2 separate regions of the Rattus norvegicus genome follow, and region 1 is linked to region 2. The links are chromatin contacts, called in public Hi-C maps. All regions are on one chromosome and are shown on one strand. The core of a region is the stretch at or near the end of the contact, and the rest is flanking DNA. Distances in the headings are between cores, read along the strand shown. Region 1 has its middle 66 kb from the start of Crbn. Region 2 holds the start of Crbn (cereblon).

What was found. Hi-C and Micro-C count contacts between places; a contact is called where the count stands out from the background.
Region 1: a contact with region 2 is called in a Hi-C map of the Rat2 cell line, with 2.2 times the contacts expected there. The contact joins the enhancer-like site here to the promoter of Crbn in region 2.

The regions. Positions count from the first base shown.
Region 1 is chr4:141,338,602-141,345,012 of GRCr8, reverse strand. No RefSeq gene overlaps it. Among named protein-coding and RNA genes, the nearest start is that of Crbn, 66 kb to the right of the region's middle. Within about 2 kb of position 3,577, at least 3 of the 93 cell types and tissues checked have an H3K27ac peak or open chromatin away from gene starts, as enhancers often do.
Region 2 is chr4:141,272,089-141,278,333 of GRCr8, reverse strand. It overlaps Crbn (cereblon), which reads left to right and starts at 2,296. Exons shown (of 11, transcript NM_001015003.2): 1 at 2,296-2,375; 2 at 5,741-5,856. The coding sequence starts at 2,309.

The DNA.
Region 1 (6,411 bases), core at 2,328-4,827, 65 kb before region 2:
TGCACCTGGGTAGAGGAAAGAGGAAAGACCCGAGTTTACGTTTGGCATCCTTTCTGCTCTGCTCCATGGTGCTTTCCTGGGAGCTTGTTCTGTTCCCAGCTAGATCAAGTTTACAGATTTGTTTTATCGATTGTGAATATTTAACCATTATGTTTGGCTTCAGTGCCTGTTGATGAAGCGGCCATTCACACAGTTTCTGGAGACCTTTTCACGTCTATACCGCTGGAGAACAAAAGCAGATATGTTTGTCCGTGGCAGGAAGCCAAGCTGTATTGACTTTTTTACAGAAAAGGCCTTTCCTGTCATTCTCACACCAAGTCATTTATCTGGCAGCACAAAGACCCCTCCTGTTTCTAAGTATGCTGTCCCTATGGATGGCACTGACAGACTGGCCAAGGCCTGTCCAAGTGACAAACATCCTGTGTTCATAGGACTTTTGACTTGTTTTACAAGATAAGAAGATCCACAGGAACAATTTCTAAAAGACTCCCTCAGGGTCACTAAGATGTCAGGAAGATCAGGGTTGAGAATTAGGGTCACCTGCCTTCCACTTCCACAGAGGCAGTGAATATTCCATGATGTTCCATAGCAACAAGACCCATTTCACTCTGAATTCAGCATTTGCCATTGACATGTAAAATCAGCATTATCTCCATCCCCATAGCATTTATTTATTTATGTATTTATTCATTATTTACTCATCTGTGTACTTAAGAACCATGTTTATTCCCTGCTTCTGTAAGTCACCATAACAATGAATCAAATTCCCTTTGTGAATATTCTTTTTAATTTTTTCTAAAATTAAAATATAATTATGTAATTTTCTCTCTTCCCTTTCCTCCCTCCAACTCCTATATACATCTTTGTTTCTCAATATATACATATATATTATATTATATTTGTATACATATATATGCACATATATATGGTGATTTTTAGCTGCATATGCTAAACACAGATCAGATAGAATGATTAAATAAGAAAGAATTCAGATGGATAATGAGTTCTCTTTTAAAGAATGACATGGAAAATTGAGGTTCAAGAAATGTACTAAGTCAGAGCACATAGCAATTTCTGAGCTTCTTAGGAGCCAGTGCAAAAGGAAAAATGCAGTGTATTGTAGTGCTATGGTGAGCTTATGGCTGTGCAAAGGAGTAGTAAGACCCTTCCCCCGACATTGCAGAAATGTTAATGAGAATTTATGTGTCAAACAATATTAGAGCTTTATCTATCCTCACAGCCTTTAGAAAGATATAAAAGGTGTGTTCACGAGTACATAGACAAAAGAAGTAAGTTTCTGAGCCCTGTGTGTTCCTCAATCTCAAAGAATTCTTGAGAATCGCAAAGAAAAGAGCATGAGCAGAAAAGGACATTTTGTGGGTGGAGTGCCACCTACAGAGGAATCTGTGTTACATAGATAAGAATGTTCCAAACAGTTAGCTGCCAGACTTGGAATCTGCCAGCCACTGTGTCACAGTTTATTATCCTTCTGGGGATCCTACTCAGGGGGCTTTGTGTAGTCCCTCATGGATGCCACCACAGGAGTAGACTGCAACATGCAGGCCCATCTCAACTGTGTCAGTATAAAAAAAAAATCAAGCTTTACTTCCTCTTTGCTGAAATGATATGTCTTGCTAGGGATCCTTTCAAAATATGTCGTAGAATATTCCTTGAAGCTATAAAACACTAAACATGCAGGTCAATACTTCCGGGAGGTCACAAAGTATGCTTTGGGTTTTGTTGTTGATTATGATATTTTGTGAGACAGGGTCACTCCTCAAACTCTCCATAGAGCCACAAAGGAGCTGGAACTTCTAATCATCTAGCTTGCATCAACCAAGTGCTAGAATTGTAGGCCTGCACCACCATGTTTTTGAGGCGGGCTTCCTGCATTGTTAGGCAAGTTCCACTAAGCCCTCATTTATTGCTGTTGTACAGCAGGGAAAGGCTACTAAAAATAGAATCCCTGCACTGAGATTCCAAATACCTTTCTAAAGGACTAAATGATTTTAATCCCTGTTCTAGGGATGCAGCAGCAGGGGGATCTCTGTAAGTTTGAGGCCCACCTGATCTACACAGGGAGGCCATTTGGGGCAACATAGTGAGACCCTATCTCAAATTGGATAAATAAATCAAATGCTATGGTCTGTAATTTATCTGACATTCTCTTATTGGTGTAGAAGAACTCTACAGAGCTGTAAGATCACCCTCTCAAAAAAGGAGCTGTCTAAGTAATGTAAGCAGGAGATTTCTGGGCAAACACAACACACACACACACACACACACACACACACAGAGAGAGAGAGAGAGAGAGAGAGAGAGAGAGAGAGAGAGAGAGAGAGAGAACAAATATGCAGCTTGGTCTTCATGAGCGTCCCCCAACAATGGAGCAGAGGCTGTCCCTGAATCTGCCTGTCTTGCCTGTCTTGTCTGCCAGTGGTTTCTTTTTCCCTAACTGAGCTGCCTTGTCCAGCATCAATGGGAGAGGATGCACCTAGTTAGGCAGTGACTTGATGTGACAGGATGGGGCAATACCTGGAGGGGATCTCCTCAAAGGAAAAGAGATGGGGGTTGGGGGAAGAGTCTGTGTAAGGGGGAATCTGGAGAAGGGGGCGTTGATTGGGATGTAAACTGCATGGATAACTAAATTAATAAGAAAAGGAAAAAAAGCTGGTTTGAATTCTCCTAGACACTAGGTATTACCTAATTTTATCATGCCATTGGGACTTTCTATGTGGTGTTTTAGATTCTATGCTATATCTTGGAACCTGTCACGACAGACAGTGTAAGTTGTCAGTAGTATTACTTCCCATGAAGGAAGCAGCCTTAGAGGCAGCTGGCAATTTGTTTGTGTTGCCTTGAGTTTAGGAATAGAGAAATGTCAGTCCCTCAGCGAGGATATTTCACTCTATCCCATGAGTCATGCTTCCAATAGCTCCTGAGCCTAATCCTCAGACCAGGCTTGAAATCATCTAAGGCTAAGGGGAGCACCTAGAAATTACTCCTCTCTTGCAAAGTTGATACCTGAGTTAAAAGTATTGTAACCTCCATTCCTTTGGTTTCTTTTCTTCTTTTGCTCTGCAATGCAGAGGCCAGAACCCAGGCCTGTGTCCTCAGCCCTTAACTTTTCTATTTCTATTGATCCTTAGAAACTCATGCCTCTGCTCTTGCATCCATCCAAAGATTGCCGTCCTCTGTCAGTTTCAGCTAGAAACACTGACGAGGTTTCATTAGAACTCATTAGAACTGGTAGCTAGCACTGAATTCTCCTCCTTCACCCAGCACTAGTCTGAACAAAGAAGTGCATAGCTGAAAGTGGGATGCTGTCAGATCCTTTTGAGGTCTGATGGACGATATTAAGCTTGTAACAATGCGGTCAAAATCTTGCCCCTATCATCATTCCCTGGATCGTCATTAACTGAGCAGTTGCACCATCTCTCCATCATGACTCAGCTTCCACCTACAAGTTGTGAGATTGTATAGCATGATAACAGAAACCTATGTGCAGGGTCAGCATAAAATGTAAATAAAAGCACCATGTGGACACACACGCTCCCATTATAAAAATGATTAGAATTTTAAGGTGGCATCAGCAAAGCATTGAACCAAATGATGGGTACTTCCCAGAAGAAAGTACTGTTCATTGTGGGTAGAACTAGTCAGAGAATAAGCAGTTTGGTAACCACAACCGTGGTAAGGTCTTTCTCTGCTGTCTTATAAGATTCTCTTTATGGGTGTTCCCCTCCCCATCCTCCCCCCCTTGCCGCCCTCCCCCCAACTGGGAAAGGGAATAACACTCAAAATGTATATAAGAAATACTCAAGTTAATAAAAAAATAGCTGAAAAAAAATAAAAAATAAAATCACAAAAAAAAGAAAAAAGATTCTCAGGATACATGCACTTTAAGGCTTAGCAAATCCATACCATTTCTCATGACCATTCTCTTTTACTCTGTCCTTTCACTATATTTTATTTCTCGTGGTTTTCATTTGTCACAAATTTCATTTGCAATACCTCTCCCCCTCCAACTGGGAGATGTGAACCAATGTTTGTTCATTCCAGATGAGGCACTAATGACTGACTAAAGAAATGACCATATTTACTGTCTAATTTAGTAAAAAACTAGTTGAGTAGAGTTAGGTAAGGATTATGGGTGACTCAAAGGCAGATGTGCCACCCTGGCAAAAGTGACAACTCATGAAAGCAACAGCCCTTGAGCAATATGCAGGCAAGTCAGCTGGTCAGAGGTTTCTCCCTTCAGCAGTTGTTAATCCTTATATAACCTCAGAGAGGAGCTTCATAATTCTTGTATGTTTCAGAAGATTTCTGAGACTTGTGAAATTTGTTTACTTCCTAAGTCTTAAGGATGTTTCTTCAGTTTATAGGAGAGAACAGTGTAGTCATATCTAAGTTCTTGGGTCTTCCTAAATTTCATATTCAAGGCTCTCTTTTCTGAGTCAAATCCTTTTTGTCTTTAACTTCTTATTCTGTGAGTAATCTTTGAGTCATTCTGTTGGTAGTATGTGTCAAGACCTTTCCTGAAGGCACAGAACACACACATATACTCACCCCAGATAGAATACTGAAGACTGACCAAAGTACAAACACCACCGAAGTCCAACTTTGTGAATCATACATTTTGTTGGGGTTACTTACAGGGGAATGGAGGAACAAATGACTCAAACATAACTGACTCACCAAAGCCCACCTTGGCATGGGTGACAACTCTCAAAACCAGAAACCTGGAACACACTATAGAGCCTGCAGGCAACTCAATATGTATTTTTGAGGAGCCACATTGGCCTGAAACTCATGTGGGGGTTCAGGTGTTTTCTACTTCTTCCAGGAAGTTGGTCTGGTCTCAGAGTCATCCTTGCAGTTCAGCTTGTCTGAGTCTTCGTGGGCCCTCCCCTTCTTTCCTGTAAGAGGGACTCTTGACTTTTATTGTTTAATCAGGCTGGGAGGGGTCTAGAAAATCTGATCATTTTCAGGAACTTCCCAAAGCTATTTTAAGAAGTGTACCTTTCTGTTTAAGGAACTTCCTACACAATGGAATATTTCAGTCTTGAAGAAAACCATTATATGTAGTTGGGTAATAACCTTTTGTCTTTCCGTGATGATATTGTGCACTAATCAACTTACAGACTCATCAGCTCACCCATTCCCCTATCCGAATAGATGGGTATTGTACTCCTGAGTAACTGGCATCACTTCCCTAAGACCTAAGGGTTCTTCATTAACAATGACAGCATTAGCAGGGATGATTACATTGGCCACTTGAGATCCCTCTATACTTTTCTCACCTGCATGAAACAGTCTTCAGTAATGTAGATGGTTATGAGTAGACATTGTAAAGGTTCTGAAAGGCTGAAGGCTCCCAAGATCAATATTCCATAGAATCCTCTCAATGAGATCAAATCTGGAATAGATGGAACCCTAAAGACCCCTTGATTTCACCACCAAGCACACTTTCCATCTTCTTCCTTTTTGCTGACAGGTTAAACTTCATTCATCTTGCTACATTCATTTTGAAGTATTAATACCATCTTTCTTTTCTATTGACCAGGCTGGAAGGAGAGGGCAGAGAACATTGGGAACATAGCACAGGAAGTAGGGATCTTTGCAGAGTGTAGCAACTGCAAAGGCAGAAGGCATGCTTATGTATTTTTCTGAGGGTTTCCAAGATCAATACTATATTTACATGTTAGGATGATTAAATATTCTTTTCTAAGATTAGAACTGAAACTATTCTTACCTGTTCATGCCTATCCTGGATCCTTGCAAACATTGAATTTATAATGGATGAATATGAATTTGTTGCAATTAAGAGAATTTGGGGGGTTGGGGATTTAGCTCAGTGGGATTGGGGATTTAGCTCAGTGGTAGAGCGCTTGCCTAGCAAGCGCAAGGCCCTGGGTTCAGTCCCCAGCTCCGAAAAAAAGAAAAAAAAAGAGAATTTGGAAAATGCCATGACACTCAAAAAATGAGATATTGCCATATAACTGGGAGGAATTCTGATCACCTTTCTAGCATTTAGGATTCTGGGTCAGTATTTCCTAAGTATTTCCAGAGAACACTGCCACATACACTACTAATATGATGCAAAGACCAAAGATGTTTTATATCCAAGTATGTTCTGTACACAAATATAATAAAGCTAAATGCAGGCAGTAGGGATTTTTACCATATATGAAGTGTTGCAAGCCATATGCTTGCTTCTTTTCATATCAGTAATCATGGATTTATAGTTTGATAACTTGTCCTATTCCCAGGTGGCCAATAGAATATTTAAAGTACTAGTTCTAGTACAAGCTTTGCATCCTTGCTTCTCTCAACTCTGCAGGACTGTGGGTAATTAAAACCTGTAAATAATGCAGGCACAGAATAGCCAGTAGCATGCCCATTGGCAAA
Region 2 (6,245 bases), core at 1,047-3,546:
AAGAACTGAGTAGTGAATTTGAAAGGAAGAGAGATAAAAGACAACTGAGGAAGACAAACATATGAGAGCTCTGATGACACTGGAGCTAAAAACAAGAGAGGGGAGAAGGGAGAGAGAGTGAAGGAAGAGGGGAGAGGGGAGGAAGAAGGGAGAGAGCAAGCTAGAGAAAGGGAGAGGGAGGGAGGGAGGGGAGAGTGAGAGAGAGAGAGAGAGAGAGAGAGAGAGAGAGAGAGAGAGCAAGAGTCATCAAGTGAGAGCACTTTTCTAGGATTCAAATGGTTCTTTCTCTCCCAGACAGTTAATCGAAGAGCACTTTTGAGAGAAGCCTAGCAAAGTAAGAGCTTCCTTATTTAGAAACTAACTACTTAGGGTTAGGGAAGTGGCTCAGGTGGTAAAGTGTTTGCTATGCAAGCATGAGGACCTGAGGTTAATCTCAAGAATCTATATTAAAATACACTTTCTAATCCAGTCGTGGTGGTAAACTTCACTTGTAACACCATCCAACGCAACAGAGGCAGAGACAGTGGATCCCTGGGGTTCACTGGGGAGCCATCCTGGCCTAATTGTGTACTCCCAGGCCAGTGAAAGACATGGCCACAATAAACAAGGTGGACTACTCCTAAGTAATAAAAGTCTAGGTTGATATTTTGGCCTCCACACTCACTGACACACTTGCTCCCCTGTGAACGAAAAGATGTGAACAACACATGCACAGACAGACATACAAAATAGAAATCAGATGCTTGCTGTATATAGAAAATTCTGCAGCTAAACAATTTATTTAAATTGTATTTAAACTGTACCTAAATTGATCCAGCAACAACAAAAATACATAATATATGTGTAGAGCTATGCACTTTCTTTTATCACTTGGTTGAACTTTTTGTTCTTTCTTTACTAGCTGCCATCTATGCCCAGTGCTCTATGGTGGTATAGAACTGACTCGTCCTCTCTCTAACTAGAATAATACCTTAACACCAGTTACTCATTACAACAGCCGTTTAACTTGAGGATATAAAATTGGCTTAGACAAGGCCAGAATGACTCAGCGACAGAAGGCTGAGTGATATGGAATTGATTGTGTTAGTCTAGAACCCCTGCTCATCCCCTGCACAAGCTGGGAAACCCTGCCTATCCTCCTTCCCATACCACCAACCACAGAGTGAAAACTCTGGTTAACACATCAGCGTCTCCTGGAATCCACCCATGTGTACCCGACCAGGGGCTCAGTTTTTCACCAGGTATGGGCACAATCCCAGCTCCTAGCTGACAGCTCATCATCATGTTCTATAAAATCACATTGCTTTAGCATGGATGTTTGACTTCACTGACCTCTACCTGTGAGATCAGTGAACTCACCTTAGAGCTGTCTCCTAATAAACAAGTCTTTACCTACTTTTAAGCTGTCCTAAGCTGTCCTGAATATATGTAGGTCACCGAGGGAGAGCCTATCATATTGAGCTACCATTCCAAAATGTTTTCAGATTGTGACTTTTTTAATGCAGCAATTCTTCTTGTGGTAAACTGTCTTAAAACTTTATTCGTTTACTGTTTTCTCCTTCCCCTGCCTACTGAAATTACTTCCTTCTTTAGATATCTTTCATCATTCCTTTTTTTTTTCAAATTTTCTTTCTTCAATGTAAACATGTTGGAAATACATTGTATACACTCTTGAAATTAAAAAAAAAATTCACCCACGATTCCAGTGCTAGAACAATTTTCTTTCTTCTAGCATATTGTAATTGTTTTACGCTACATTGATCCATTTTTCTCTTAGTGAAGCCATTATGACTGGGCTAGTTTATATACTGACAGTTTTATTTTCCAGGTGATTATGAGCCTTTTTCTGTTCTTGTCAGTCGGCTTCATATTGATACATGTTAATTTGAGGCTATATACGAGGGCTACTGAAATTGTTTTAAAAAGCCAGCTATGGCCTCTGGATCAGTCTATTTTTCCAGACAACAGGATGATGTATAAGGAGGTGTTATTTGCTACAAGTGGACACTAAAAACAGACTTGGGTTCCTCACCTGTAAAACCGTCTTCGTGGCTGGGAAGAGAAGAGAGCTGTATAACCTGTGTAAGGCAGTGTCATGAATGGCTATGGATAGCATTGGGTCTCTTGTTCCTCCTTATACATGATCATCCTCCATGCCTTCAGATCGCTCGGCTGTGTCGCTCTCGGCTCGCCTCGTTGGAGCCGCCAGGGGGCGCTGTGACCCGGGAGCGTGGCGGCAGCGTTGCGCAGATCCTCCCCCTGCGTCGCGGCACCGCCCTTTCCCAGGTTCCTTTGCGGGTAAACAGACATGGCCGGCGAGGGAGATCACCAGGACGCTGCGCACAACATGGGAAACCACCTGCCGCTTCTGCCTGGTAACCTCGGGGACGGGCGCCTAGTCATGGGTGGAGACCAAGACCCGGGGCCGATTCCTCAGGGAGGATGGGGACAGCTACCCTGGCTCAGCGGCCAGTGGGAGCCTCTCGTGAGCCTCCCCCGCCGGAGCCCTGCGCTTTCCTCCCGGCCTGTCTCCTGGGCTGTCCGGGATGTTGGGGCGACGGTCTTTCGTTGCCCAGAACAGGTTTCCCATTCCTCTCCATCTTTCTCCCAAGCTAACGTCCGTGAAAATATTCTGGGGCTAGGCGAAGTTGGGAACCGGGTCACATTAGCAGCCGTTAACTTTTATTGCTCTTATGCCTTTGAATAAGACTGACAGCTAACGTGTAGTAGGAACTTGCAGGTCATGGGCCCCCGCAGTGAATGCTTTGCATGCATTTCTGCTTTTATTTTTACACCTGTCATCTGTCCAGAGCCTTGCTCGTAGAGGAGAAACTTATCGACGGATTACTAAATGTGTACCATTCAGTGACGTGGAAGGTCTGCAACACAGTTGCAGAGCGAGGGCTCCGCAGTGGACTGGTCTGTCATCACAGCTGGTATCTCTTAATTGTCTCTCTGTGGGGGCACTTATTTGGTAGTTTTTCACAAGTCTGCAAATAATATACTCAAGGGAATTAGTATTACCGATTTCTCTTGCTTTATATGCTTTTGTGGTGTTTGACAACGTATGTTGCAATACTGAAGACTCACTGAAAGGTCTTGAACTAGTGGTACACACTGCTCTTAGAATGCTGTAGACAACACAGACTATGTCAGAGCCCTTTGGTTATGGCTATCAGCCAGGCAGTGTGTTAACCGTTGTATGAAAACCGTCACTGTGCTACTTTGAGGAGGTTCACAGTTAGGGTAAGTCTGTTGAGAAGAATTACAACCCCAGGTGCAATTCACTTAGAGCGGTATAAGCAGCTGCTGTTAGGGTGTTCTGGGTTTGTATTTCTTTGCTGGATTGGAACCAGGTACTCCCAAATCCTCTGAGCTATGTCTCCAACTCCTGTGATTATTCATGGGTAGGGATAATTCTGGAATTTGGAAATCTTCTGATGGAGACTTACTTAGGATACAGTTGTGGACTAGGTTAGTCCTGAGTAGTTGAAAACTTGGCATCTGTAGTCATTTCAGTTAGGAACTTTTTTGTGGGATAGTTCAGATTTTGGTTAGTTGCCTCAGGAAAGCTGTGCTTCTGCTGTTGAGTCTGTTCCTTGGTAGTAGTGTAAACAGAGGGAGAGAAATTCTGGATGCAGGGCCAGTGCTTAACGTTCTAGGTGTGAAGAGCCTATATTGGACAAGATAATTGCTCAAAGATAAACAGAACCAAGTGGGAGAAGTGAATTTTAGCCTTGTTAATAAAATGGCCACCATACAGAACAAATTCTTTTAAAGAATAAACATAGGAAATTTCAGGTGTATTAGACCTTGAGCTAATAGCAGGTATTTTAAACTTGCTGTAGTAAAGAAGAGATTGTGTCTCTCCAATTGTCAAGTAAAATATATATTCTCAGAGTTGTGAGTGAAAAAAAATTAAATTTAGAATGTTTTTCTTATTTTAGTTTTGTCTTTATCTTTTGATAAACTTCCCTAATGTCAAGAAAAACGTTTTCAGAAATGTTATACATAAAAACTATATGCATACAACTTGAATTACATTCTTTCTTTGACAGAGCCCTATATATAGGAATTTATAATAAAAATAAAGTGAAATCTTTGTGTATTTGTTAACCTACTTACAGATAACTTGATATAAATAATAATTTCCATAAATCGGAAAGCTGACCAATTTATAATGAAACCTTATGCATTTAAAAAATTTTTGGAGGTTTTAATCTTAGATTAGGTCATAGTTTCCCAACTTTGAAACTGTCACCCTTTCAGGCTGAAGAACCCCTTGTTATAAGGTGTATCTTAAACAGTACAGCATGTTTAAGAGCATGCCTGGATGACTCCTAGTCTGGATTACCAGGGCTTTTATAGTTGTGACAGTCAAAGATATCTTCAGACAGTTCCAAACACCACAAGGGACAAAGTCATAGAGTGGGAAATGAATCCACAGTTGGCAGGAGAACAACTTGAACTTGTTTGAACACCACTTCTAGAAAGTCGTGTGGTATGTTTTGATTTTTTTCATCTCTGCCCTTCATAGCATCAAGTTTTCAAGTGGATCAGCTTAGCTTTCATTTCAAACAAAAAGTACAGTTCTTAAAGACATCTCTTTTAAAATATATTTTCTTTGTGCCAACTTTATTTTTAAGTTTAAAATGACGAAGCAATGTTTTATGAAAATAATTGCAAACATTTCATTTTTAAATATGATAGTACAAGCCAGGAGGGAAGTCACTGGAAAAGCAGCGCCCTGAGCCAAGTTTAAATGGTATTTTTCCCCCAGTTTCATTAACAGACCTTTCTTGCCTGCTCATTTCTTTCTTGCTTTCTTTTTCACAGAGAAACTCCTTGTAGCTAAAGTTTGAAAGAACCTCAGAGATTATTTTGTTCAAGCCTCATATTTTTTTTTCAGATGAAGAAGCTAAGCTTTAATCAATTGGAACTTATTATGTAAGGTGTCAGAATTCATAGTGATAGAGAAGATAAAAATCATGTATACAGGAGATTGGCGTAGTTTATCTCTTGTTGGACTGGACCTAGTAATCTGCTTTCTAATAATGTAGCATGGATGGGGTGGGGAGGATTTTTACAGTGAAGGAGGTTGGTGGCTGTTTCTGATCAAAAATCAAGGGGAAGAAACATTGCTGTCCCTCAGCAGAACTCTGAGAAAGAACATCTAGTCTTCCCCTATTGAGGGATGCTGTGTTAAGTCCTGATAAAGAAGACAGAATAACCAGCATGCACCTACCAAGGCAGCACAAGAGCCATGGCACCTAAATATAATGTGATGTCCTGGAGGGGTAATAGGAAATGGAGAATAAATAGCTGAAAATCTAAGGCAATCCAAATAAAATAAGGAATTTAGTCAACAGTAATTTGCCAATATTGATAACTTAGTTGTGACAAGAATACCAGATGAATGTACTGTGCGATAGTCTTGACATGCTAGAGTTCTATTTTTCCAGCATTCCTGTAAATCTTAAAAGTGTCCTAAACTAGTTGATTATTAAAAAACAAGAAAAAAGAAGGGGAAAGGCAGGAGAGGACAGGGAAGGGCAGGGTGGGGCAGGGCAGGGCAGGGGAGTAGTACCATGGCAGAACAGTCACCGACCCAGCCTCTGCTGCTGTGTCTATCAGCTTTGTCTTTCCCCAACTCAGGGTGTGTGAATGGGAACAGAGTTGGCTTTTTTTTTTTTTTAATTATAATGAATCTCATTTTTTTCCCTCTATTATTCTACTTCAGCTGACAGTGAAGATGAAGATGATGAAATTGAAATGGAAGTTGAAGACCAGGACAGTAAAGAAGCCAGAAAACCAAATATCATAAACTTTGATACCAGTCTGCCAACCTCACATACAGTATGTACTTTAGTCAGTGAGCAAAACAGTAGGTGGACCTTTAACTATGGCTAGGATTTTCTCAAGGGCTCCTGAATATTAGCTGATCCTAGAACTCATGGATGAAAACAGACTTAGTTTCCAGTGCATAAGCATGTAATTTTAACCATGGCAGCAATGTAATACTGTATCCTCATGTGATTCTTACTATTTTCTAATATGTAAACATAAAACTTTAATTTTTAAACCTATTGTGGGTAGGACTCTTTGAGGAATTGCCTTTTGAATGGTTCTACTAATAAGTGAGGTATTAAGTGTTCTTAATGTCATCTCAGAACTGTTGAGATGTGGGGCAGTATTCTCGGTACTAAAATTCTGCTCTGGCTTTGCCACCTTTGGACATAGAGAAG